Linked DNA regions of Mustela erminea: region 1 is linked to region 2. A link is a contact called in public Hi-C data. All regions are on one chromosome and are shown on one strand. Each heading gives the region's core, a stretch centred on a gene start, on an enhancer-like site or on the middle of the called end of the contact. The rest is flanking DNA. Distances are from core to core; before and after follow the strand shown.

Region 1 (3,214 bases), core at 360-2,859, 340 kb before region 2:
AGTCCCAGGATGGAGTCCTGAGTGGGGCTCCCTGTTGACTGGGAAGTCTGCTTCTCCCTCTGACCCACCCATATCTCCTGCTCTCGCGCTCTCTCTCTCTCTCTCAAATAAATAAATAAAATATTTTCAAAAAAGAATTGAGGGGGAACAATGAAAAAGATAAACATGGTCCTTGTCCTTGAAGAGGTTTTAATCTAGGGGGAAAAAAGAACACAGGACAAGTAATGAGCAGTAGTGATGAGCACTGTCACAGATCAATACAGGGTATTAAAAGAAGCCATAACAGAGGAGCATGTGCTGTGGAGAAGTAGGCAGTTAGGAAAGTCTTTCTGAGGTCCTAAAGCAATTTTCAGCAAATTTCAAAAGGCAGAGAATGTTTGCTAACGTTAATGCAGTCGCCTCTCCAATTGATAGGAGAAATTATCTTAAAAATATTCATATGCTTGGAAATCAAGAGACGCACTTCTAAATAATTGATGAATCAAAGAATTCGTAATGGAAATTAGAAAATGTTTGAGGAAACTATATTCAAACTTGTGAGAGTAGCTAAAGCAGTGTAAGAGGGACACAATCTTAAAAACACACATAGAGGGGCACCTGGGTGGCTCAGTGGGTTAAAGCCTCTGCCTTCGGCTCAGGTGATGATCCCAGAGTCCTAGGATCAAGTCCCACATCGAGCCCCGCATCGAGCCCCGCATCGAGCCCCGCATCGAGCCCCGCATCAGGCTCTCTGTTCTGTAGGGAGTCTGCTCAGCGCCCCTTCTCTCTCTGCCTGCCTCTCTGCCTAACTTGTGATCTCTGTCAAATAAATAAATTAAATAATTTTTAAAAAAAAACACGTGCAATTAACCCCTGAACAACATGGGTTTGAACCACACCAGTCCACTTATATAGGGACTTTTTTTTTTCCAATAAATACAGTACTACAAATGTATTTTCTCTTAGGATTTTCTTAGTATTTTCTCTAGCTTACTTCATTATAAGAATATAGTATATAGTACATAAAACAAGCAAAATATCTTAATCAACTGTTAACAATAAGGCTTCTGGTCAACAGTAAACTATTAGTTTAAGTTTGGGGGGATTCAAAAGTTAAACGGGGGTTTTTCCACTGGGGTTGGGGGGCGGGGCCCCAATCCCACATTAACCCCATATTGTCCGAGTGTCGATCATACGTACATACATCAAATTAAGGAAAAGGAAAATTTAATCTGTAGTAACAGCAGATCAGTTGTTGCCTGAGGTCAAGGGTAGGGGAGTAAGGGGGGAGAAAAGGGGAAAACTGACTACGAAAAGGCAAGGTTTGTTAAAAATCCTCGAGCTATATAACTAAGATTTGTGCTTTGACCTGAATATTAATTATATTAAATATTATTTTAAGACTCTGAAGGAAGACAGGGAAGGAGGGAGGACAGGATGGAGACAGCGAGTCCCAGCTCCCCTGTCCAGCCCCCAGGGGCTCAGGCATAGCAGGGAATGCGGGGCGGGGCCAGGAGGAGAGGAGGGGCAGACGCCTGCATGCCAGATGAGGAGGCGGGGGGGGGGGGGGCACAGCAGGGGGTGGGTGGATGCAGTTCCTCCTCTCCGACGCCAGGCGGCGGCGTGGGCGGGGAAGGGTGGCGGTGACCCCGGCCGCCGCTGCAAGGGGGCGGGCCGAACGCGGGGCTCCATGTGGGCGCCGGCGCGGAGAGTGTGCAGCGCGGAGTCGCCATGGCGGAGATGCAGCAGCTGCGGGTACAGGAGGCGGTGGACTCCATGGTGAAGAGTCTGGAGAGAGAGAATATCAGGAAGATGCAGGTAGCGGGCGGGGGTCAGGCCGGGGAGTCCCGGCAGTCCGCTCTTCCTTTGGCCGCCGCGGCGCGCCGCTGCCCGCCTCTCCGCAGACCCGAGTCGGGGCGTCCCTGGGGTCGCCGCCGCGCTCTCGGAAGCACCTCTCACCCTCAGAAGTCCTGGAGCTTCCGCCGAGTGGATGCAATCTGTGTTCCCTCCCCACGCGCAAAGCTGTTTCCCCCCCGGCCAGTTCCGGGGAGGGGGTGTTAGACCCCGGACCAGCGTTAGAAAGCCCTTGGTGTGAGGCGTTCGGTGTCACCCCCCTCCCCGCGTTCCTGTGTAGCGCTGCCCCTTCGGCAGGTGAGCAGGCGGAGGCCCAGAAAGGGCACGGCCAAGGTGAAACACCGGAAAGGCAAAAGTGTTTGGCTTCCTCAGTGGCCATGTCATGCCGGTTTTAGTGTCGCTCCACACACCGCTGGTTTGTACGGCCGTTGTGCTTTGATCGCCTAAATGGTCTGTGGCTGTTGGTCCTGCCTCCCTAAATAGCGCTTCTTGAGTCATTGATTAATGGATCGGTTGCCCCCTGGTGGAAAGCAGATTGCTAGAGGTTGCTGACCTCTGAACCGAGTGGCATAGGTACCTGGTTTTCAGAATTTGACTTCATCTGACCCACCGCTACCTTCTCCGTCCACCCAGTCTACGGTGCAACAAGTGCCAATGAGCTAGCAGCAAGAAGGCCATGGAACCTTCTGCTAGGCTTCGAGTATGCTTTTCCCATGTGTGGTTTTAGGTTCCTGATGTCTGTTAGGAGAGGTGCAAATAGAGATGCTCCTCTGTTGCACTCCATGATTATCTCTGCCCCAGAGGCTTTCCCGCCTCACCTCTCTCTCTCTCTCTGCCCTCCCTCTCAGGGCCTCATGTTCCGGTGCAGTGCCAGCTGTTGTGAGGACAGCCAGGCGTCCATGCAGCAGGTGCACCAGTGCATTGAACGCTGCCATGCGCCTCTGGCTCAAGCCCAGGCCCTGGTGACCAGTGAGTTGGAGAAGTTCCAGGTGAGAAATAGCCCAGGCAGAGGACTTCATGCCTTGATGGTGCTCTTTTGCAAGAGATGACAAGCATTCATTCAAAACTCTTGGCTTTAGCATCTTGGTTCTTTTAACATTTGGGACAGTCTTGTGGCCAGGCAGTCTTTATGGGGTTTGAAATTTGGGAAAAACTCCTGGAGGTTGAGTGCTATAAGTATTTCCAGAGACAAAATGATGTGAAAAGGAGTTCATGACCAAGAGCCTTTTCCCTCCCATAGACACAAAATACAATATATATACTGTATAGTGTAAAGCCTTCTAAGACGTGTATTCATTCATTTTTAAGCTAGTAGAATCCTCAGGAAGTGGAGTAGGCTAGTCATTAAGAGATGCAGATTGGAGCAGTATCTTGCCATCCT
Region 2 (3,411 bases), core at 127-2,626:
AGAAATGTAAAACACTTCCATTTCTCTCTTCTGTCTCAACTCAAACACAAGGGCTCCTTCCTCCAATGGCTTAAGACCATGTGTGCCTGACTCAATCATGATTGCTACTTAATGTATTTACTGGGTTATAATCACAACAGACAACTTCCATTCTGCAGTTTGTATCATCTGCAGTGTAATCTAAAAGAGAAAGAGAAATATTTACCAAATTACCTGCTACTGCTGTTATTCTTCTTGGATTTGTTCCTCCGTTTTAAGGCATCTCTGTCCTTGTTATTGTATGGTAACATGGAGGCATAACCATGTTCAGCTTCTAGAAAACCGAAGGATCCAGTTAATGAATGAGCCTAGAACATTCAATACTCTCTCCCCTCTACAGTATTTCCTTTTTAAATTTTATTTTTCATTAAAAGAATATTGTGTTAAGAAACAAACGATGCAAGGTGGAATTCTTAGAACAATGATTTTTTTTTTTTTAAATTGTGTGAATACCCTCAGTTCGGAGCAGGTGTAAGAAGCATTCCAGCTGCTCATTGTTGAGAAAGACACAGCAAGTCGCTGAGCTCATGGAGCTTGGGTTCCCCACTGGCAACGTCCAGCAGGTTGGCGTGCTTTAAGTGGGACCAGCCTCGGGCGAAGGTGCGGGGCAAACACCCGAAACCCAGAGGGCGGGGAAGGGGGCGCGCAGGGGAATCGCTGCTCCTCCAGCTGGGAGACGGGGCGCCAGGCCCAATTGGGGGCCGCTCCGGACAAGCCCCGGTGGGTAAACCAAGGGTCTGGCCGAGAGGACCCCAGGCACCCCATTTGCTTTGCGGTGGGGGGGCAGCGCTCGGGACTCCGGAGGCAGCGGCCCCTTTCCCCACCCTCATTCATTGCCTTTGGGGCAGCAGCGGCCTCCCTTCGGACCGCGCGTGGGGAGAGCTGGAGGGGTTGGGAGCGCTCGCGGTCGCGGTCTCTGCGCCTCCAACCACCCCCAGAGAGGCTGGGCGCCCCTACCCCGCGGCCGGGTCCCTCAGAGCCCCCGGCCCCGGCTCGGGATGGACCCCTCCCGTCCCCGTGCACCTCTCTCCCGCCGCTCCAGGTAGTCAGCCGCCTCCAGCAGCATCTGGATGTTCATCCGAACCGCCGCCGCCATTCTGCACCGGGGGCCGGAGCCACGGGACCAACCCCCACTGCCCACGGGCTCGCCGCCGCCGCCGGACACCCGCGCCCTGCTGTGGACCCCGCAGAGCAGGGTTGAGAGAGCCTCTCTGCCGACCACGCTCGCCGGAAGCGGCGAAGGGGGGCCGGTGAGCTGGGCACCGCCGACACCGTGACAGAACCCGAAGAAGAGCAGCAGCCGCCACCGCCGCGGAGTGTTTATCTCCGACTCACCATCCCCCCGCCCCCAGGCCCTTCTCTTGACAGGCCCGCTTCGGCTGCGTTCCTCATTGGGCACCCTAAAGAATTCCCCGCCCCTGGCCTTGTCCGATTGGGGAAAAGCATTACAGCCCCGCCCCCTAGAGTCCGCTCCTCTCTCCGGTTGGTCACGCTTGACAAGGCCCGGGCTCCACCCCCCCTTTCCAATTGGTGACAGGATTCGCAACTCCGCCTCGTGCTCCTTCCCTGTTTTCCATTGGTTCTATGCCGACAACCCCCTTTTGCTTTGTTAGTATTGGCCCAGAGCTACAGAAAGCGAGCCACTTTGCCTATCTCCCATTGGTGGAGCCGGCTGAAACCTCCCAGCTACGATGACGTCACCATCCTCCGGGCCCAGCGAGCCCTGAGTGGCTGGTGATCAGCGGCGCCGCCACTCCTCCCCTGATCTGGCATTGGCTGGGAGGGCTGACCTGGGCGCCGGCGCTGATTCACGGCCGCCGCTGGGCTCCGCTCCGTCCGGCCCATCCCGGCCCCGCCTCGGACCTGTTGCCCGGACCTGTCCCCGGGGAAAAGTTCCGAGAGCCTGCCGGTTATCCTTCGAGTGAAGGCTGGCACCGCGCGTCGCCTGGGCTCTTTGTCCTGCTCGGATTCCTGGCCGGAGCCCTTGGTCCGGCGGCCACAGTCCCAGAGGTTCCAGGCTTCCCAGCTCCCTGGCGGCTGTGGGCCCCGCTGCGAATCCCACTGAAGCGAGAGCGGCGCCGGCAACCTGGTGGGCCCGGGGCTTCCGCCGGCGCCACGTGGCTGTGGGGCTTGAAGGAAAAAGCTTGCCTTGCGTTGAATGCTCGCCGCCCAGCGTTTTTTCTCCTCAGAAAGCGGCGGAATGGGGCAGCCGTTTACAGCCCTGCGCGTCTCTGTTGGCACTCCCAGCCTTACCCCAAGTGCAGGCATAATCACTCCCTCAAAAACTTACTGCATCTACAGAATCCCCAGCGTTGGATCCCGAGATTTTTTGACCCAAATCTCGTTCAGGGTCTTTCCTTCCCTTTTAATTCTAGATGAAAACACTAAAAAACAAACAAACAAAAAAACCACAAAAAAACCCACGAACGAACAAACTTCCACTGTACAATATAAATGGTGTGTGTGGGGTGGGTACCAGTAGAAATACACAGAACTAAAAATTTAAGTATTATTCCCTAAGCCCATCAAGATTTATAACCCAAGTTATTGTTAATACATTGGCATCTCCATGTTAAAAAGGAGGAATAAATGTCTTCATAAGCTTGAACATATTTCACGAAGCTTTAAAAAAAAAAGCTTACTGTTGGCAATACATGAAAATAATAGCTTTGCTATATGTCACCTGCATTATCACTAATCCTTAATATGACTCCATTAGATAAATAATTACATTTTGAACACGAGGAAACAGACCCAGAGAAGCTAAATGACTTTCCTTGTCATCCATTTAGCCAGAGATGGAGACTGAACCTAGACTAGATCTGTTTCGCCTAGAGCCCATGCTACCAATGCCTTAAACAAGAGTTAAGAAAGAGATTTCCTGACTGAGTCACAAACACTGACACTCAAACACTTGGGGGGAGAGGAAGAAAAACATGTAATCATGGGAATTTTTTTCAAATGTGTCCTTCTTAGTGGTTGACAAATCCATTAAAATTAAAGTCAACAGAATTAACAAGTAGAATAAATGTAGTAAAGCATGCCTGACCTATAGGAAACATTTTCTGCTTTTAATGGTTAATTGAATCTAAAAGCCTATTTTTTTTATGAGTGCTAATACACTGAAGATAAATGTATTAAAGAAAGCACAAAGAGAAATGAGAATGGGGAAATGACATTTTTAACAAGTTTTTTTTTTCTTTTCAAGATTTCATTTATTTGAGAGAATGTGAGAGAGAATACTTGAGCAGTGGGAAGAGGGTGGGGAGAGGGAGAGGGAGAAGCAGACTCCCTGCTGAGCAAGGAGCCAGATGTGGGACTTGATCCCAGGACCCTAAGTCATGACCTAAGCCAAAGGCAGATGCTTAACCA

The links. Hi-C and Micro-C count contacts between places; a contact is called where the count stands out from the background.
Region 1: a contact with region 2 is called in a Hi-C map of spleen, with 13 times the contacts expected there. The contact joins the promoter of FAM136A here to the promoter of MXD1 in region 2. A contact is called at or near these places in 2 of 3 Hi-C or Micro-C datasets (skeletal muscle and spleen).

Annotation. Positions count from the first base shown.
Region 1 is chr7:88,691,147-88,694,360 of mMusErm1.Pri, reverse strand. FAM136A (protein FAM136A) reads left to right here and starts at 1,609. Exons shown (of 3, transcript XM_032352382.1): 1 at 1,609-1,797; 2 at 2,682-2,822. The coding sequence starts at 1,711.
Region 2 is chr7:88,348,912-88,352,322 of mMusErm1.Pri, reverse strand. MXD1 (max dimerization protein 1) reads right to left here and starts at 1,376. Exons shown (of 6, transcript XM_032352355.1): 1 at 1,063-1,376; 2 at 214-313. The coding sequence starts at 1,135.